2 separate regions of the Gossypium hirsutum genome follow, and region 1 is linked to region 2. The links are chromatin contacts, called in public Hi-C maps. All regions are on one chromosome and are shown on one strand. The core of a region is the stretch at or near the end of the contact, and the rest is flanking DNA. Distances in the headings are between cores, read along the strand shown. Region 1 holds the start of LOC107891229. Region 2 overlaps LOC107891187 (probable polyribonucleotide nucleotidyltransferase 1, chloroplastic).

Region 1 (4,649 bases), core at 722-3,221, 160 kb before region 2:
CAAAAAATAAACAAAAAAAAAGAAAAGAAAGACAAGACAAGACTTTTTTTAACTCAATTTAAACTTAGAAAAGATGAAAAGAATAAGTCGATGGTGTTAGTTGAAAAAAAAAAAGCCTAACTGCAACAACGAAAATGATAACATAAATAGCCATTAATTAAGAGAAAGATGATAAGAGCAAATTAAAATCACCAAACCAGATGCTATTATTTGAACCAAAGTATAACTGAATCATGAGATTTTTTATTTTTTATACTAAGAGCAGTATAAAAGTAAATTCTTTAACAGTTTTTGCAATTACATATATCTAATTTACAAATGCTCAAGCATTAATTGCTTTTAATAAAAATCAAATATAACTTTTTTCAAATCTGACATAGTTACATGGAAGAGTTAAAGAGTAAAATTAGTTTAGGAAGATTGTCAAGAGCCAACATGAAAACTCCCGCCAACATAAACATCAAAACAAAAGCTAACAAGACTTTTGCAATGTAAAGAAAACTTATTCCTGGTTTTGAAACCATTTTGCGAGAATTAGTGAGATCAACGTTCTGTTAAGAATGAAAAAAAATATAATAAAACATGTTAGCCAAGAGAGACATCAAAATTCTATTAAAGTGAACAAATAAAATATATATCAATCAAGAATATGAGATGAACATGTACTAGAGAGTTGAAACAATAAAATGACTTACGTAAATCCAGATTTTTATTGTTAAAAATATAATCTAGTTTGATGTTTATAATAAGCATATATTTGTTGAAAATTATATGAATTTGTATGGTTATTTGAAAATATTAAAAACTTTGAAACAAAATTGATTTCTCATTACTAATTTCCAGTAACGGCAACTAGATCATGAGGAAATAGCACCTCAAAAAGGAAGGTTTTCAAATTGGCATTCCCTTTTTACAACACTTCATCCATGTAATGACACAACCACTATAATTCCAAACTAGTCTTAGAACTGCAGATATGCAACTGAAGACGTAAAGCAGCTCAGCGGAGGCATGTAATGCTTACAAAATTTTATTTCTTCTTTGTCATGAAAACATTAATCAAATCATCCTGACAATTGTTCAATCTGAAAACCGCTTGACAACATACATTAAAGGAAATGCTAGAGGATGTTATTACCTTTCCATTAGGGAGCTGTGTCGGAAATCCCCGAACATGTTTGCCTTTTCCAATGCCTAAACAGGAAACACGGACAAGGATGTAAGCAAATGAGAACCTACACAATCCCAACACCCAAAAGCATAATTATACTTTAATCTGATAAGAAGTCAAGTACCAGGAAAATCCATTTCATTAACAGTTTGCAAATTCCAACCATTGCCATAATTCACAAGAACAGCATCAGGGCCAAAAATAATGGGTTCCTCCCCTTCTCTAAAGGATTCAATATGCAAGGCAACCGGAGCTCCGATACCCAACTTTCTATTTATCAATGACACTGCAAATCCGGCCTTAGTGCCGGCTGCAAACCGGGTTTTCTTGCCGGAACTTTTGCATAAAACCTCTAAATACTACACATTCGAACACAAATAAATAAATGATAATCGATTTGACTGCTTCCGGAAAGTAAAATCAGCATAAAAAATCGTGTTTTTTATGGAACATGTAGTGTATTAACAAAACCCATTGATAAACTAGCATCAAAATTCAAATTTTCGAATCAATTTCACAGTTATAGGAGATAATTGCCATCCCCCCACCAGCGGCAGCATTTGTCGACATGCATGAACTTAAACATATATACATGGAAAAGAAAAATACACAGAATTTAAGATAAATGAAGAGAAAAAAGATAGTTTACTGGAGGAGGCTTTGGGGAATTGGCTTGTTCAGCTTCTGACATGGATGGGGATCGGAGAAACAGGGAAGAAACAGCTGCGAACGAGTTGACATCAATTTTAAATTAGTTTATCAAGAAAAATATAATAGTAGTGTTCACGAAAGCCCATTGAATCTCAAATCTAGCCCAAAAATCCATTTCTTCCTAAAAAAATCCAAATCCTTGCATCAAATTTTTAAAATTTTTAATTTTTTTAAATTATAATTTTTAAAATGCATGCTTTAAAAATACTAATATTTATAATTATTTTGTTTGGATTTTTAAAAAAAAAAATAAGTTATTGAAATTTCATAAACTAACAATAAAAGAAATAATGATATTGACAATTAAAATGTGGATACACGCACAGAAATATATTTAATAACATAAAACATATTAAATTTTAAATCAAATAAATATTTGTTGAGTATTATTTTCGTTGTGTCGCATTAAAGAGGACAATCGATTATTTATATACATGGTTACTGTTCATAGAATTGACGGTTTTAGTAAACTCTATGCATGTTGGACATGTGTAACTCCTTGGGTATATGAGAGCTGAGACCGCGAGCTCTCCTTGCTGACTTCATACTCTAAAGCTTGCACGCATCAATCTGGTAAGGCCTAGCCTAGTCGCAGGTAGGCAACCCGGACCTTATCTGGTTTTCGGGTTGGAGATCATAAGTATATAACAATCTAGCCCCCCTATTGGGTTTAAGGAGGGCTATTAAGTGACACTCCTTAGAGCCATCACTTCGATTTATACAGCTTGCAGAATACGCAGTGACCACTGGAACATGACGTTAACTTCGCCACTTGTACGAGTCAATCGCACCTATTTGTATCTAACTGTTAGCACTCCTCGGTTATTTGAACCGTCAAAATACGGGGAAGAGAAACTTCCTTAAAGGGGTTTTTGAAACCCTAAACTTACAATTTTAACATTTTTTACAACCAGGCTCGATTGAAGCTTTCTTCAAGGTAAATCTTGGTAACATCCTCGTCTTAGATTTTAACTTTCTTCTATCTTTTTTTTCTTCTTTTTCTACATCAGAAATATGTCGAGAATGAAGGGGCTAATGGTCGAATAATTCCCCATTACCCACCACGAAAGCGTGCTTTTGAAAATCTTTGTAAAAGCTAACTTCTTCATTTCACTACAAAAGAAAAAGAAATGAGTCGAGCTTTGGGCGCACAGGGGATTCAAAACCTTAATTTTGCTTATGAATTCTCCATTCCTGATGGGCTACACAGGCTTATTGATACTAGTGACAACAGCTTCTTGCTACCCATCCATGCTCTAGAAGTCGGGTTCTACTTGCCCTTACATTCGTTATTCTGTCATCTCCTTCAAGAGTACCAGATTGCTCATTGTCTACTCTGTGGGTTCTCCTGGTGGATCACAGTGGCTTATTTTATCGATTGTTGTCGACGTAATGAAGTACCACAACTCGCGGTTTTCCAAAGCTTATATCTATTAAAGGCCCAAAACCAGAGGAATTTGTCAGGCTTCTATTTTTTTTCTCCTCGTAATAAAACCAAGACTATAATTTCAAATCGATGTCCTAATATTCGAATGAATTTAGGAAAATATATTAGGGTGAGATGTAAGCTTGCCGGCAGATTTGATTTTCCCATAAAGTGGTTTACACCGAATAGAGACATGTGCTCAGTCAAGCGAACCGTTAGGACAGATGGTAGTTTAGCCCACCTAGAAAGGCTTCGCGTTGGCAGTTCGCTGGTTATCGAAGATATTATAGCCGTGAGGAATGGTACAGCCAATTTTTGATAAAAATTCGAACAATGGTTTCAGGACCATAGATTCGAGTCCGAAAAAAATTATTTTAATACTATTTTATGATATATAGTAGATAATAATATTTTATGAAAATTTTGTAAAGAAATTTTATCGATTACGTGTTTAATTTGATAAAGGACCAAATTGCACAAAGTGCACAAGTTGAGTTCTAAGAGCTAAAAGGATTAAATAGCCTATAGAACTTTAAAGTGGAGGTCCTTATATGATAATTAGACCATTAATTAAAAGTTAGTAGATATTTTTGGATGATTCATCCATGGAAAATTAGAAAAAGGTTAATGACTAAATTGGAAATCAAAATAATTAAAAATGATAAATTAATTAAATAACAAAATATCATCATTTATCATCATCTTCCCCGAATATTTTGCATGGAAACCCTAGGAAAGATAAAGCAAGCTTTCTTGGCCAAATTAGATCCAGATAGACCAAATTCGGAGTTAGAATGAAGAAAAGAGAAAAAGGTCAGATTAGTAGATTTTACGTACACAAACATTTGTCGAGGTAAGTTTTTGTAACTAAATTGTGTATATTTATATGCTTGAATTAAATGTTGTTTTTGTGAATTGTATAAATGTCACATATATATGACATTGAAAATATATCTGACAAAGCCCGATAAGTGATAATGCCTGAAATAAATGATAATGCCCGATAAATGATGAATGATAAAAATGTTATTTTTATGCTTGAAATGAATTTGAAATGTGTTTATTTGAATTCTATGAATATTATAAATGTATGAAATAATCACATGCCTAATAATGCCTGAAAAATGTTAAATCCCATTTGAATAAATGAAAGTTGATGGATACAGTATTTTCCTGTATTAATATTAAGGTCCTGCATATGTTGCGAGTGGGATTTAGCTCAGACGAGTAATCCTAATATAGCCCTCTCGAGCATACTGATAAATAGTTCTTGCGAGCATCTTGATTCGTAGTGGTTTTGCATGTGTTGCACACTACCGCAGCTCTTTGTGAGCGTCCTGT
Region 2 (5,138 bases), core at 1,926-4,425:
TATGCTCCTAATCCTTTAAACTCATGTTTCTATACATAGGAGAGCATTTGGGGAGCAAAACAAGCGAAAACAGAGCAAAAATTGGACAATTGGAGAAGATTTCAGGAGCCACACGGGCTGCCACACAGCTATGTGCCAGACCGTGTTGATTTTGTAAGTTGTATTCAAGACACGCAGAAAAACACAATTTTTAGGTATTTCATGCATTTTAAGACCTATAAACACAATTTTTAGGTATTTCATGCAATCCTAGAGATAAGACGACATAAATCTACTGGATTAGAGTCAAATCTAAAAAAGGATCCATAGATCGAGTTAATGCGATAATAAGGGTTTTAATTAGATCAAATTTTAATTAATCAACCTAGAGTCAGTTGCTCTTACTCTCGTACGAGATATTAGTATGATTTAAGGATTTCTACTGATCAAGATATTAAGTGAAAAATTGTTTAATTCAGATTGATGATGACAGATGCAGTTTAGGTGGATTCTTTCCTGGGTATTGTTTTGCTTCTTACTTATTATTCGATTATTTTCCCGATTTTTTCTTTTTCGTGTTTTAGTTAATTAATTTAGTTAATTTTAGTTTAAACCAATCATTCTAATTTGTCGGTTAAATAATAGAAAGACAGTAATTACTAGTACTTTTAGTTTTCGTGGGAACGATATCTTACTCATCATAGCTATACTATTTATCGATAGGTGCACTTGCCTTTGTCGTATTTTTAGTTGGTTTCGTGGACATCAATGAATGTCAGGTGAGTCCCTCCCCTGACTCTCACATGTATACTGTTCAGACTGAAGAACATTTATATTACAAAATTCAAACTACATATCAGAAACCATGATGAGTATAGTATGAATATGATATGTGTATGACTATATGGATGATTGCTAAATATGGTATGTGTAATAGATATGGGATTTACTGAGTTCGAATATGTGAGGATTTATGTGTGGATGTTTGTGTTGCTGATGAGTATTTGTGTATGAGTATGTCCAAAATATATACTATGAAATATAGTTCTGTTGGTATGTTAAAAGTGTGTATTGAGTTATGATTCAATTAAGAAAATAAGTTAGTCTACATGATTATGAGTTGTAATTGGATGTACGATGAGCGCTAAGAAGTGTGAGTTTGGTTTTGTCCAAGTATGAAGAGTATGTAATGCGCATCTGGACATCGCAGTGGTGATTGAAGAAGTTTGTTGGGACGAAAAACACAAACTCTAAAGGAAAAAGTCCATGGCCATGGCACACTCTAAAAAGAAACTATTGAATGACAATTACCTAATGAAGTTCTCTGCTTGCCTCAGAACGATAATGGGCAAACCTCACGTAATGTAACTTTAGGCAAATCCATATTGTAAACACGATAGTTTGAATAGACTTTTTGGCATACTCTGAAAAACTACTTTTGTGGCATACTCTAAATAGATTGCCTTTGTGACGTACTCTGAATGGGTTGCCGTAGTGGCATACCATGATAAGGCTCTTCATAGCGTAGTACTCTAATGAATTTCCCTTGTGGAGGGTTCTGTATGAAATTATACGGTATCCAGTATGGCTTTTAAGCATGATCATAAGAATAGCATGAGTTTAAGGTATCTAATGAATACAAGGTAAATACTAAACAAAGATAAGAAATTACTGAAAATGATGAGTTGAAGAGATATTCAAATATGTGGGTTTTTATTTATTTATTGAAAAGACACTTCTAAACAAATATTTGAGACTGAATAATAGAAGAGGCCATCCATCAATTATCCGTAATTGTGAAAGTTAGCATGGGTTAAATCTATGTTTGAAATGAAGTTCTGAATGTGTCGAATTGCAAAGGATACTGATAAGAAACTATGAATAAAAAGAGTTGATAGAAATTCTTGGAAAGTTCAAAGTTATTGTCAAAATGATGAAAGTGGATACAAGACAAGATATGGCAAGTCATGGAGAATAAATATGTCTGAGTTGGATAATGTTCTCTTTAATAGAACTATGTCCTTGAGAAAAAGAAAAGATCGCATTGTTGAGCTATATGCTATTTTATAAAAGTACCAGTTAAGGTAAATGAAAATTTTCTCACTAAATTTCTGTGAACTTATTAATGTCTTATGCTCTTGTTTCAAGCTTAAAGGATTAAGTTTGCGCCAAGAGGGATGACGCCAAGACTACGCCAAAAAGAATGGCATATCAGGTTATTATGCATACAATACAAGTTTGGTGGCATAGATAATCGTAATAAGTTAAGATATTAGATTGGAAACCTTTGTAATTAAACTATCTTATTTAGCATTGTGTAATTACTTGAGCTTTTTGTATGTTGGTTTAAATTCGTGATAGGTAAAGTTGTAAATAATTGGAAGTTGTACTAGCAGCTCAAATTCTTGTATGTAATTATATGGTAACCCCCGAGATTTGGATCTGACTATTCAAATCGAATTGAGGGTATTACATAAAATAGAGAGGAGGAAAAAAAATAGAAGAGCTGTAATATCAATAATTTGTAATATTCGATTTTTATCATTGCTATTCTATTACATTTAACGAATCAAGTATCACCTAAGATTAAGTCCATATCAGTGATGAAAAATCTGAACGGGATAAGCCTACAAAGCAAATTTAACCAAAAATCCAAAATCTATCCAATCCATGTACATGCCATATGAAAAAAGAAAAGAGAAATCAAAATCATAATAAATTGATTGTAAATATTGAAAAAGAGCTAACTTATTGTTTTTCATTAAAAAAAAACTTTTAATGCCGAGCGTAGATTTTGTTTTCGGGGCCAAGTTTAATGCGAAACCATCCCGTCTTTAAATATTTACAAAAATCTATCTTTATATATTTTTTTATATTAAGTGAAAAAATTCCTTATGCTTTATCACTCCCAACATCATTTTATGACCTTTATTTTACTAGTTTCTTTCCTCCTTTCATTTTAATTTATTTTTCCAAACCTCCCTCTCCTTTTCGTTTCTTATTTTTTCCTTCTATGATGTAATATATATTCACTCAGTCACCCCAAGCATAATTTTTTTAAAAATAATTTTGAATTTAATTAATCACATTTTCCAATAAAAAAAGTTTGAACTCAAGATTAGATCAGGGTCAGGTATGCAATTAATTTTCAAGCTCAGGACAGATTAATTCTTTTTAAGCTCAGGGACAGGTCAAGGTCAAGGCATGACGGTAGAGTATCTGGTCAGAATAGGCAGCCAAAAGTCCGCCCCACCCCGCCCTGTTACCATCACTAATTTTTATCAACTATTTACTACATATAATATTTAAATTATTTTTAAAAATATTTGAATTCTTGTTTAAATAAGTAGACCGATCCAACCAATTTGCCTAGTCCTTTTTTCTTCACCTTTCTTCAAATGCATAAATATGTATTTGCCAAACCCAAGATCCAATACAAAACAATGGTCCAAACAGAAAATAGAAAACAAGGGGGCTAGCAGAGCATAAAATCAGTAACTTTGCAACCATCAAAATGTTATTTCTTTTCTCTGAAACAGAACTTGAGATCCAGCTTGTGGCAGCCTTACCTGCCTTAACCATCTTACATAAAAATATGAGACGAAGACTAGCTTCTGAATCACATTTCACAAGTGTAGGTCTCCAGTTATGATGAAATGTACCTGTACAAGAATCTAATATTTAGCCAATTCACTAGTAACAATAGATTTCAGACTATCGGTATGAGCATCCAGTACCCATTTCATCCAATGAGTATATTGCTGCTCAGGTTCTAGTGCTATTTCATTTGTTTGAGACAACCCAGGCATTTTCCCCCTTTTCTTACCAGTCATAATTAATGTCGCATGCTTAATTGGTAAGTTACCTCATGATAAGCAATTCAAGAACTTATCTGATTAGTAATTTATAACTCCACATTGAACCCAACAACAAGAACGCAAGTTCTCATAATGGAATCACAAGCAATTAATAAGACTAGAAAGACGTTGATGTAGTCTGCTTTTTGTAACAGCATATCTGCTTTAAATGGTGTTTAAAAGGACCAGTGAACAAAAGAAAGTAGGTTGCCTTACCTCTGTTTCTTCTATGTGAGGAAGCTATTCTGTCACCTTTCGTACAATGGTCATTGGATATGGAAATTCTTGTCAGCATATTATAAGCACAATAAAACTCCCATTCAGTTATTGACTACTCCCCATCATTGCTGGAGACACCAGTGACAGCTTTACTGCCACTCTTCTTTACCCTCTTAAAAACCTTCTTCCGTGGAAGTAGAGTGGTCTCCGCAGAATTACTTTTGGATGAGGTTGCAACTTTGGTAGCACTACTTTTAACCTTGGCCCTATCAATCTTCTCTTCAGCTAAACCCTCTGCTTTGGGGACACTCACATATTTTTGAGGTGCACCTTCGTCAGATGCTTTACCAGAATCAGCAATAACAACCACATCTGGGTTGCCAGTAAGCTGCTTTGAACTGGGATCCTCTGGACTTGTTTCAGGAACAGGAAGAAGTGCACGGCGGCTAAGGCGAAGTTGTCCCTTATCATTAACCTGCATTAGGTGACACAGCTACAGCTAATGGAGAGAGATTTTTTGAAGTAAGGAAAAAAGGTGCAGATAAAGAAAACGACTAATAATTGATGCAATCTAGCTCTTTGATGGATTTACAAGACCAACAGTAAGGATAAAAATTTGGGAACCACTTTTACCATCTCACTGATTACATATTTAATATGCATAGTACTAGAATATAGCTCAAGCCTGTAGAATGGTTGAGTACTGCATGAACAAGCCACGGAATAACGGTAAAACATCCAGTTAAGTATATGGTTATCATCAACTTATTAAGTGGTAAGTAGCAAGCCAACATCGAATGCATAGAATAACAAGTTTTTTATACAATGAGAAGATTAGTTGTTAAGCATCCAACCTAAAACCAATTGATAATAGAAAAGGCCCAACTTTAAGATAAAACCAGAAGAAATCTAATAGTTAGTAGATGTGAGATAAAACCACTTAACACCTCAAGAGTAGCTCACAAGGCCTACACATGGACAACCTCACCGAGGGTCGTCAACCTCACATGGAGATAGGTAGGAAGAACAACATAATAAAACCTGGGCTGTGATACCATGTTCAGCATTGAATCTAAAATCAAT

The links. Hi-C and Micro-C count contacts between places; a contact is called where the count stands out from the background.
Region 1: a Hi-C map of leaf shows a contact between it and region 2, with 2.7 times the contacts expected there. The contact joins the promoter of LOC107891229 here to the enhancer-like site in region 2. A contact is called at or near these places in 2 of 34 Hi-C or Micro-C datasets (both in leaf).

Annotation. Positions count from the first base shown.
Region 1 is chrA11:92,634,493-92,639,141 of Gossypium_hirsutum_v2.1, reverse strand. LOC107891229 reads right to left here and starts at 1,971. Exons shown (of 4, transcript XM_016815961.2): 1 at 1,821-1,971; 2 at 1,296-1,530; 3 at 1,139-1,194; 4 at 224-551. The coding sequence starts at 1,862. The coding sequence ends at 381.
Region 2 is chrA11:92,470,563-92,475,700 of Gossypium_hirsutum_v2.1, reverse strand. It overlaps LOC107891187 (probable polyribonucleotide nucleotidyltransferase 1, chloroplastic), which reads right to left. Exons shown (of 25, transcript XR_001682143.2): 24 at 4,053-4,530; 25 at 3,369-3,641. Among protein-coding and RNA genes, the nearest start is that of LOC121210171, 12 kb to the left of the region's middle. Within about 2 kb of position 3,175, at least 4 of the 9 cell types and tissues checked have an H3K27ac peak or open chromatin away from gene starts, as enhancers often do. A contact at or near this core is called in leaf, where this site is marked.